2 separate regions of the Sus scrofa genome follow, and region 2 is linked to region 1. The links are chromatin contacts, called in public Hi-C maps. All regions are on one chromosome and are shown on one strand. The core of a region is the stretch at or near the end of the contact, and the rest is flanking DNA. Distances in the headings are between cores, read along the strand shown.

Evidence for each region. Hi-C and Micro-C count contacts between places; a contact is called where the count stands out from the background.
Region 2: a Hi-C map of subcutaneous adipose tissue shows a contact between it and region 1, with 1.5 times the contacts expected there. The contact joins the enhancer-like site here to the promoter of FBXO38 in region 1. A contact is called at or near these places in 1 of 5 promoter capture datasets (fetal liver), 2 of 47 Hi-C or Micro-C datasets (embryonic fibroblasts and subcutaneous adipose tissue) and 2 of 2 datasets of contacts at active chromatin or transcription factors (alveolar macrophages and skeletal muscle).

The regions. Positions count from the first base shown.
Region 1 is chr2:149,671,971-149,676,387 of Sscrofa11.1, reverse strand. FBXO38 (F-box only protein 38) reads right to left here and starts at 2,088. Exons shown (of 22, transcript XM_005661794.3): 1 at 1,869-2,088. It also overlaps a transcript of LOC396905 not described here.
Region 2 is chr2:150,134,280-150,138,696 of Sscrofa11.1, reverse strand. No RefSeq gene overlaps it. Among named protein-coding and RNA genes, the nearest start is that of ADRB2, 100 kb to the right of the region's middle. Within about 2 kb of position 2,671, at least 8 of the 83 cell types and tissues checked have an H3K27ac peak or open chromatin away from gene starts, as enhancers often do. A contact at or near this core is called in skeletal muscle and subcutaneous adipose tissue, where this site is marked.

The sequences.
Region 1 (4,417 bases), core at 839-3,338:
AACAAACCTGATTAGCATCCATGAGGATGCGGGTTCCACCCCTGGCCTTGCTCAGTGGGTTAAGTATCTAGCGTTGTCATGAGCTGTGGTGTAGGTCACAGATGCGGCTTGGATCTGGTATTGCTGTGGTGAAGGCCGGTGGCTACAGCTCCGATTTCGACCCCTAGCCTGGGACGCTCCATATGCCAAGGGTGCGGCCCTAAAAAGACAAAAAGGCAAGAAAGAAAAAAAAGGAAAAGATTTCATGTCACTTAATTTCACACTATTCCTCACCATAGATCTTCTATGTCTACCACCTAAGACAGCTTCTCTCGCCTAAAGCAAAGCCACACCACAACCACCAAGCTGCTAAGATTAAGAAGCAAACAAATAAGAAAACAGATTTATAGTGCTGAAGGTGTCTAGGAATCACCCAGTCCAATCCTTCATTTTCCAGGTAAGGGAAGTGAGAACCGGTGAGGTAAGCCAGCTTGCCCAGTCACACAGCCAAAGTACCAGTCCTGAAACAGGGAACCATGTGTTTAGTTTAAATCCAATCTTATTTCCCCATGTCACTTTACCTCACTGAAATCTAGTCTTTCCATTTTCTCCTATGCTTTCTCCACACTTTATCTGAAACAAAAGCTACCTGTGTAACTGAAGCATAGAGTCATTTAAGCAAACACACACACACACACACACACACGTCTATATTCTTTACCCAACAAGGACGTAAGACTCACAGCATCACAAATTTTCAAGAGAAAGAGCCTTAGTGATCACCTAACCTGGTAACTGCCAAAAGTGAAATTTAAAATTATAAGCACAGAATTTTCCATCTATACGGCTACATAATACGTACACTCCACACCTCGCCTTCTCCCTCCTCTAGAAAAACATGGCTTTATTATTTTATTGGATTCATTATTAGTCGTTACTTTATTCTTCAGTTGTGCAGAGAATATGGGGAAGGGTATTAAGAACCAGAGACCTAATCTAACACTTTGCCAGATGAGAAATCTCCAGCCTAGAGGAAGGAAGGTGTTTGCCCAAAGTAAAGCAGAAATAGCCATTTCAAGTCAAAAAACCAAGGTCTCCCGTGTTTCACTCTGTATATTTTACACTGCTGGTGTAAGACTGTAAAACTGCACAGGAAAAAGAACCTGCCTACGTGCCCAGGTGCCCTTGGCCTGCTTGGTGTCTGGAAAGAAAAACAAACATGGTAGACACCGCCGGTAGGTCATCGCCTGGCAACACAGGATGCAGGGAAGCGATGCTTTTCAGGTCTAAGGAAAGATTCCTTGAAAGGGAGTTGATAATCTGATTTCAGAGCGAGGAAGAGCACAGAGGCATCCAACACCTTCATTTTACAGATCTAGAGCCGAGCCACAGAGAGGGTAACGGACCGGGACAAGGTCAGAGGCGGGGGACGGGGTAAGACTGGAGCTCGGCGCTCCAAATCCCTGGGCCGCCTCTCAAAGACGTATTCACTGCGTCCTGCTCAGAGGCGTCCCCTCGGCAAGCTGACTACAGGCCTCAATTCGCTGCCTTAAACACTGACCTCACATTGAAAGCCTGGAATTCGTGACGGCCGGAACGGGATGGGGTTGCCCAGACCACCCCCCCATTTTGTTGACTAACTCGCCACTTAGGGCTGTGTCCGCGGGGTCTCGAACCAGGTTCAGACAAGGTGGCACACCCCACCTTCAGGGCCTACAAGGCCAAGAATCACGGACCCAACCCTGGCTCTTGGGGAGCCCTAGGCCCGAAAGGAACCGGAGGCACAGCCCCGGCGGTCGGGGGCCCCGGAGCCGCATCCAGCCGTCTCCACACGCCGCACGCACCCGGGCTCCGCAGCCCGCCGCCGGCCCTCCCGACCGCCGCCTCACCTACGCCCGCCCTCGGTTTGTTGTAGTGGTGGAGAGGGAGGGAGAAACTCGACAGATTCTTCCCGCGGCCCCCACCGCGGCGCCGCTTCCGCTTCCGCTTCCGTCGTCCCTCGGGCACTTCCGGAGTGTTGGCATCCGGGGCTGGGCAAGCGCCCCGCGTCCACGTTGTGTGTGGAACTCAGAGGGGCAGGCTTGGTAGCCATGTTAAGCGTGGCGGTTGGAAAGAGGCGGCGGGGGGGGGGCGTGTCCTCTGATCACGTGACAACGTCCTCGCGTCGGGAGCGTCTTGAGTTTGAAGCGGGAGAGATAGTCCGGGTTCTGCGGTTTGCTCTTCTGAGTCTTAGGAAGACGCTTTGGGTCTTGGGTTTTCTCGTTTGCAAAATAGCTCGGTTGCGGTAGAGCTTCTTCCAGAATTTGTTCACGTAAAAACAGAAACTCTTATTTGGAGGAAGCGGGGGGCGGGGTAGGCAAACCTGTTAATGTTAAATCAGCCTTTTTGTACTTGAGGGGAATTGTCGCTGCACGTAACTAACGGTATTTTATAGTTTCCAAATGGTTTTCACATCAATGTCTCGTTAAAAACGCCTTACTACGCTGACATATGGGCGGGAGTCAACTTGACCTGCTTTTTCGTTATAAAAATTACCCTCGGAGAGGATGCGGACTGAAAGTTGAAATTGTCGACCCGAAAGTTGACAATTGCGTTTTATTCGCACACTTGCTGAGGACCTAAACCTGGGATGTAGCGGCTCAGATCTCTCCGAGGGACTGTTCTGAAGAGGTAAGGAAAGAGAGAGAGATAGGAGATTTTGCGATAAACAAAAAAACCTGGTAATGAACATTGAAAGCTTACTGCTGATTGAAGCAAAAACAGACATATCAAATTAATAAATTTAGCCCTTTTCTAACGATGGGAAGGTGTGAGAATCTGGGCTTTTTGAAACCATTTCTGTAACATGCACCTTAACTATATAGGGGCAGTATCCTGTTCTTCTCCATCCTAGGTCCCCGTAGGGTACACCTTTGGGGTGGCTGCAGGGACTGATGGCTTGATGGCCTCAACATCCCTTGTTAAATGAGATGGTTGGCAACATTCTGGGTCCACAGAGATAACTGCGCAGTGTCGCATCGCTAGACCGAAACCCAGATTTTCGCCCTCCAAATCCTGCATTCCGGGCCCTGCTTACAGTGGACCCTTGAACAAGTCTGGGGTTAGGGCCGGAAAGTTCGAGTAGAACTTCCCAGGAGGTCGTCTATATTGCAGTCCTCATCTGTGGGCTCAGCCAACCACAGAGTACTCACTGCGACCTTGAAACTTCAACGCTAAGCCTTGGGCTTTTACAGTGACAGATGGACATCACTGGGGTACCTACGTATCAAACCTCGGCGGAAATTAGTGGCTTAACACAATAAAAACTTTATCAGGCATCCGTGAGGTAACGTGGCTCAGCTGAGCCGTTCTAGCTTGGGGTGGGGGTTGGGGAGGGCGCTCATGCATTTAAAGTTGGGTCAGCGGAGACTTTTAACTTGAGGCTGAAATGGAAGTTGCATTGTTGGCAGTTGAGGCTGCAAGCCCCCTGGGGCTCAGCTGGAGCTGTCTGTCAGCGGTCAGGTCTGCTCCCTGCAGGTCACCCTCAGCTTTGAATTTCTCACAGCAGGGTGCTGGGTTCTGATAGGGAGCCCTCAGAAATAGAGCAGAAAGCTCCTGAGCTGCTCCAAGCAGTACAAGAGGAAACTGAAGGGCAGGACTTCGTAGGCTCTACCCTGAGGGTCCTCGAAGTTCCCTGTCACATTTTGTTGGCCAAGGAAGCCACTAAGGACAGATGGAGAAGAAGAATGGTAAGCGTCTCCCTCTCAGTGGAAGGAGGAGCTTGTGCCAACTCCAGTTTACCGTACTGCCTTATTTGTGTGTTGGTTTTTAGTTATTTTGGATGAATGTAGATTTTATTAGCACAAGCGTCCGAAAAGAAGCCCACCATGTTTTCTTTTTAATAGTGGTTAAAATATACATCACGTAAAATTTACTGTGTTGATGTGCGCAGTGGCATTAGACCACCACCCACCTCCAGAACTTTTCCATCTTCCTGAGTTGAAACTGTGTAGCCCCTAAGAAGGCACCCCCATTTTCCCCGCCGCGCCACCCCAACCCCCGGCAACGCCCATTCTGCTCTGTCTCTGTGCCCCCGGAAGTGGACTCATACAACACGTGTCCTTTTGCGTTCAGCGTTTTCCGCTGAGCATCGTGTCTTTGCGGTTCATTCACGCTGTGACAGGTGGCAGGCGTGTCTTCCTTTTGAAGGCTGAATGATACTGAATTATAGGGATCTCGTATTTTGTTCCCTCATCAGTGGGCATTTGGGTTGCATTCCACATGCCTATTGTGAATAGACGTTTGTGAATAATACTTTCGGGGACATAAGGGAGCAGGTACCTTCCAGATCCAGCTCGCCATTCTTCTGGATGTATGCCTAAAAGCGGGATGGCTGGGACATAGGTCATGTTGAATTTTGCTGCAGCAGTCGCACCATCGCACCGTCGTACGTGCTCGC
Region 2 (4,417 bases), core at 1,422-3,921, 460 kb before region 1:
TTAATTCTGGATTTTCTACTAGACTCTTATCTCTGCAGAGGGCAGGGACAAAGCCTGACTATTCCCCAATGATGGAAAGCTCCTAGCACAGCCTAGCACATAGTAGGCCTTTGACAGATACGTGCCATTGTTTTTTTTTTTTTTCTTTATCAAGGGCTGCATCTGTGGCACATGGAGGTTTCCAGGCTAGGAGTCAAGACAAAGCTGCAGCTGCCAGCCTATGCCACAAGCCACGGTAACGCGGGATCCCAGCTGCGTCTGTGACCTACACCACAGCAACAGCAATGCCGGATCCTTAACCCACTGAGCAAGGCCAGGGATCAAACCCCCATCCTCATGGATCCTGGTCACAGTGCGACTTCCGACAAACATGCGCCATTGATTGAACAGAACCTCAGGGATCCCTTTTGGGTGCAGGCAGGAGAGCAGCCGCTTCACTGTGGGCTGCCTTGTACGGGTTTCTGGCCTCGGGTCTGTGGGAGGTTTTAGGCTCACCCAGAGAAACCCACCCTCAGAATGTTGCAGAGGCTGGCGAGAAAGAAAACGCAGTCGCCAGGAAATCGCGTGTCAGTGGTGAAGGGATGTCCAGGAAGCCCGAGGGCAGAGAGCTCCTTGTCGCTTCTCGCTTGCTTTCCCCCAGGAGGCGAGGGACACCACAACTGCCCCAAGTGACAAGGCTGACCAGTCGCTGCCTGGGCTGGCACAGGGCGGCCTCCCTTGCCTCAGGCCAGATGAGGGCGGTAAGCAGGCGTCTTCAGGGCAGAGAGAGGGCGGAGGATGATGCTCTGGTGGGAGTGAGATGCAGTGCTGGGTGGCTGGAGGAGATTTCCTTCCTTTATTTATCAAAGGAGTACTTACGGACACCTTCTAAGTGCCAGGCACTGTGCCAGCTGCTGGAGATACAGGAGAAAGTGAGTTATGTGTGGCCTTGGACCTCCGGGTGCTCAAATCTTACGGGCGATGTGGATAAGAAACCAGACCATCCCCATGCAGTGTGGTCCAGGCTCCCCAGGGGAGCTGAGACGCGGGCCTCCTAAGGAGGGTGGGAGTGGCTTATGGAGGAGAGAGTTTCTGAGCTAAGGCCTAGAGAATGAGCCAGGCCAGGAGACGCGGAAAGAGTGCTGTGAGTGGAGAGAAGGGTTTGTGGGCCGGCCCCAAAGGGAGAGAGGGCACATGGCAGGAATCCAGTGTGGCAGTGGCTGGCTCGTCCCGGTGGGGTGGCCATAAGCTGGGGAGGAGCGGCAGCCATCAAAGGAGGCTGAGCATCTGGGAGCAGTGAGGTCCTGCAACCTGAAGAGAGGGGACATGGGGAAGGAGCCTTGCTGTTCACTGGACATGACCTTGCCTTCTCTGGGCCTGTTTTCTCACCTGTCACGTGGACAGGGGGGCTCGGTGACGGCCCACATACTTTCCCAAGGCTGCTGTCTAAGCTCCCGTCAGGCCGGGTGAACCCTGTGCGTCCCCCCTTCCCCACCCCTGTGCTCTCTGCCGCCTCCCATCCTGCCCCACATCCTCTCTGTCCTGTGCCGTCCACCCTGGCCTCTTCCTCTGCCACTCCTCAGAAGCCGTGTCTCGTAGGAGCACCTCCTTGATGGGGTGATCATGTCACCCACTTTTCCATCCTCGTCCTGTGCCCTTCTCCGCACCGCACCCGAACTTCTCTCTCCAGCTCCCAGAGCTGTTTCTTGTCTGGAATTCTCAGCCTCCTCCCTCCCCTCACCACGTCTCACTTTTGTCTTGCCAATCCTTCCAGTTCCAGCTAAGCCCTTTCTTCAGCGAAGCCCTCCTCTAGGGGCCCAGCGCCTGCCCCGTGCTGTGTTAACACTCTGCCTCCTTCCCAGCGCTCGCAGGGCAGTACTAACGTGGTCGTGTGTGATGACGGATGCCCACTCCTTCCGAGACAGAAGCAGGGGCAGGGGGCGAAGCACGTGTTTAGTAGGTTCTGGGTGGTGAGTTGAGTGGATAAGTGGCTGTCAGTGGATTTAATGCCTTTCACACATATATAAGTTATTAATTATGCTCAGGCCAGGACTGTAAACTGAAACTTTGTTCATCAGTTCACAAAGTAGAGTGACATGTTTTGCCACTAGAGGGCATCGTGAAACCGTAAAGTTGGGGGTGAGCCTCAGGGACCCTGGCCTCTTTTTGAGTTGACGTGTAAAGTTCAGTCACTTTGTATTCTGTGTCCACTCAGGACACATCAATTAAAATTTTAAAAAATGTGTAGACCCTTATGAGTTGGAAGGCTTGCCAGAGCCTGTTTGGTCCAACCCTGGACACTTGAGACCTGAGGGAGAGTGAGTTCCCCTGCCTTCATTGGCCCCAGGACACCGATTTGTTCCTGGCTGTGGGAAAATCCCTCTTTTTCAATATTCCTTTTTTCCTATTTTGTAGGAGAAACTGTTGTAACTCCTGTCTCTTTCAATCCATCCAATAAATATTTACTGACTTTCCACCGTGCGATGGGCACTGTGTTAGGTGCTAGTATTTCTAGTTTGCAAAACAGGCCTCTGTCTCATGGAGTCCACTGTCTGGTTGGGAAAATGAATATTGAAAAGTAATATATAGATACTATCTGTGATTAGTGCAAAATGAAAGTCAGAGCCTGAGGACAGGACATAACAGAGCTCCTGCCTCTTTCTTGAGCTCCCTCTTGGAGGAGGGCCATTTGGCAGAAACCCAGAGGCTGAGCAGCCACTGGCAGAGGGATCAGAAGGCCAGGTTTCCACCCTGGAGTTCCCTGGTGGCCTGCTGGTTCAGGATCTGCTATTATCACTGCTGTGGCTCACATTTGATCCCTGGCCTGGGAATTTCTGCATGCCAGAGGTGTGACCAAAAAAAAAAAAAAAAGACCAGGCTTCTATCAACAGGCCCATTTGGGCTGCCAGGCGTTGCCGGGAAAGTCCTGTGCCCTCTGTCTTCTCTTCTCCCCTCTGTGTGCTTATAGGAGCGCTTCGAGCCTCAGCTTTTGATTAGGAGGGCACATATCTTCAACATCTGAGGTGCATTGTGCAAGGCTCTTAGTCCCGGGGTCCAGCCCAGGGGTTTGACCAGCCTCCTGGGTGGAAAGGGGAGTCCGAATTGGTGGCCTCCCACTGAGCAGTGGCCCAGTGGCTGAACCTCAAATCTTGTTCTTGATTTTGGGCAAACCCCTGGGGCAAATCCTTGGGGCAGCTTGGCTCAGGCCTAGGAAGTCTGCGACCTTAAGACCTCGCATAAAGGCTTTCCCTGTGGCTCAGACTGCCCCGAGGAGGAGGAGGAGCTGGCTTGTGCGCATGTCTGTGCGTGGACCTCCCCTCCGCGATGCCGAGGTGGAGGAGGCCCCCAGCGCCGGCACGTTGCCGAGCTCTCCAGGTGACTCGGCTGCGTCTTAAGGTCTGGATAGCCTCACCCTGGAGCTTTCTGTAGAAAGGATTTGTGACACTCAGCCCTCCAGTGGGCTTTGATTTACGTTTTATCACGTGTCTTCCAGAAAAGTTTTTGTCGTTCATCTGATATCCTCAGTGCACACAGGGACCTCCCTTTCGGGCGTCGCCATTCGTGGTGGGACGTTTCACTCCAATAGAGTCTTTCATGTCCATTAATTTCTGCACATGAGGATCACACCTATTTATGCTGCACGGACTAAGTAGCTAATTAAATGAAAACATCAGGAATTTCGCTTTCTGGAAGGTGGGCAGTCTGAATTTCCAGAAGGTAGGGAGATGGGGAAAATTTGTGGCAGGAGGCACAAAGAATTAAATTTCAAAACCTAGAGTTAAGCTCCTCCAGGTTAAAGCACTTATTTATTGTGAGATTTGTAATGACTGCCCACCTGGGACAGGTGAGCCCTGGATGAAGTGTCCCCTGAATGCAGTTAAGAACCTGATGCCCTTGAATGTGCCATTGCTGAGAAGGCTTCTGCCAGGGAGCCATCTGTGGGATTAAGGAACACTCTGATCGCCTCACTCGGAGCTGAAAAAGGGCTCATGCAGAGATATCTTGCATCTCAAAAATGTCTTGGCTTTTGATAAGGAATTTTTCAATCGGAACTCTTACCTTGCTGATCTGTTGCTTCAGTCCCTGGCTTGCCCATCAGATTTCTGGAATTCGTGGGGGGCGGTTGCAGCAGGAGGCTAGGCTGGCCCAGAGCAGAGCTGAGGGAGATGGGGGCCCAGTCGGTTCTTGCCTGTCCCAGGATGGCCGGAGGCCTCTAAGGAAGAGAGAGGGAGGGAGCGTGAGGCCGTGTAAAGCACAGAGGCGCGGGGCTCTCTAGGCCCTGGCTGCCTGGGTCACACCGAGTTGAGTCCGCAGCCCAGGTCAGTTGGATCAGAGACAGGAATCAGTTGGATTTAGGGCCCAAAGGTCTCCTCCCATCTGCAGTGAGGGAGAAAGGAGACGGTGTCTGAAGGGGCCGGAAGGATGAGATGCAACAGCA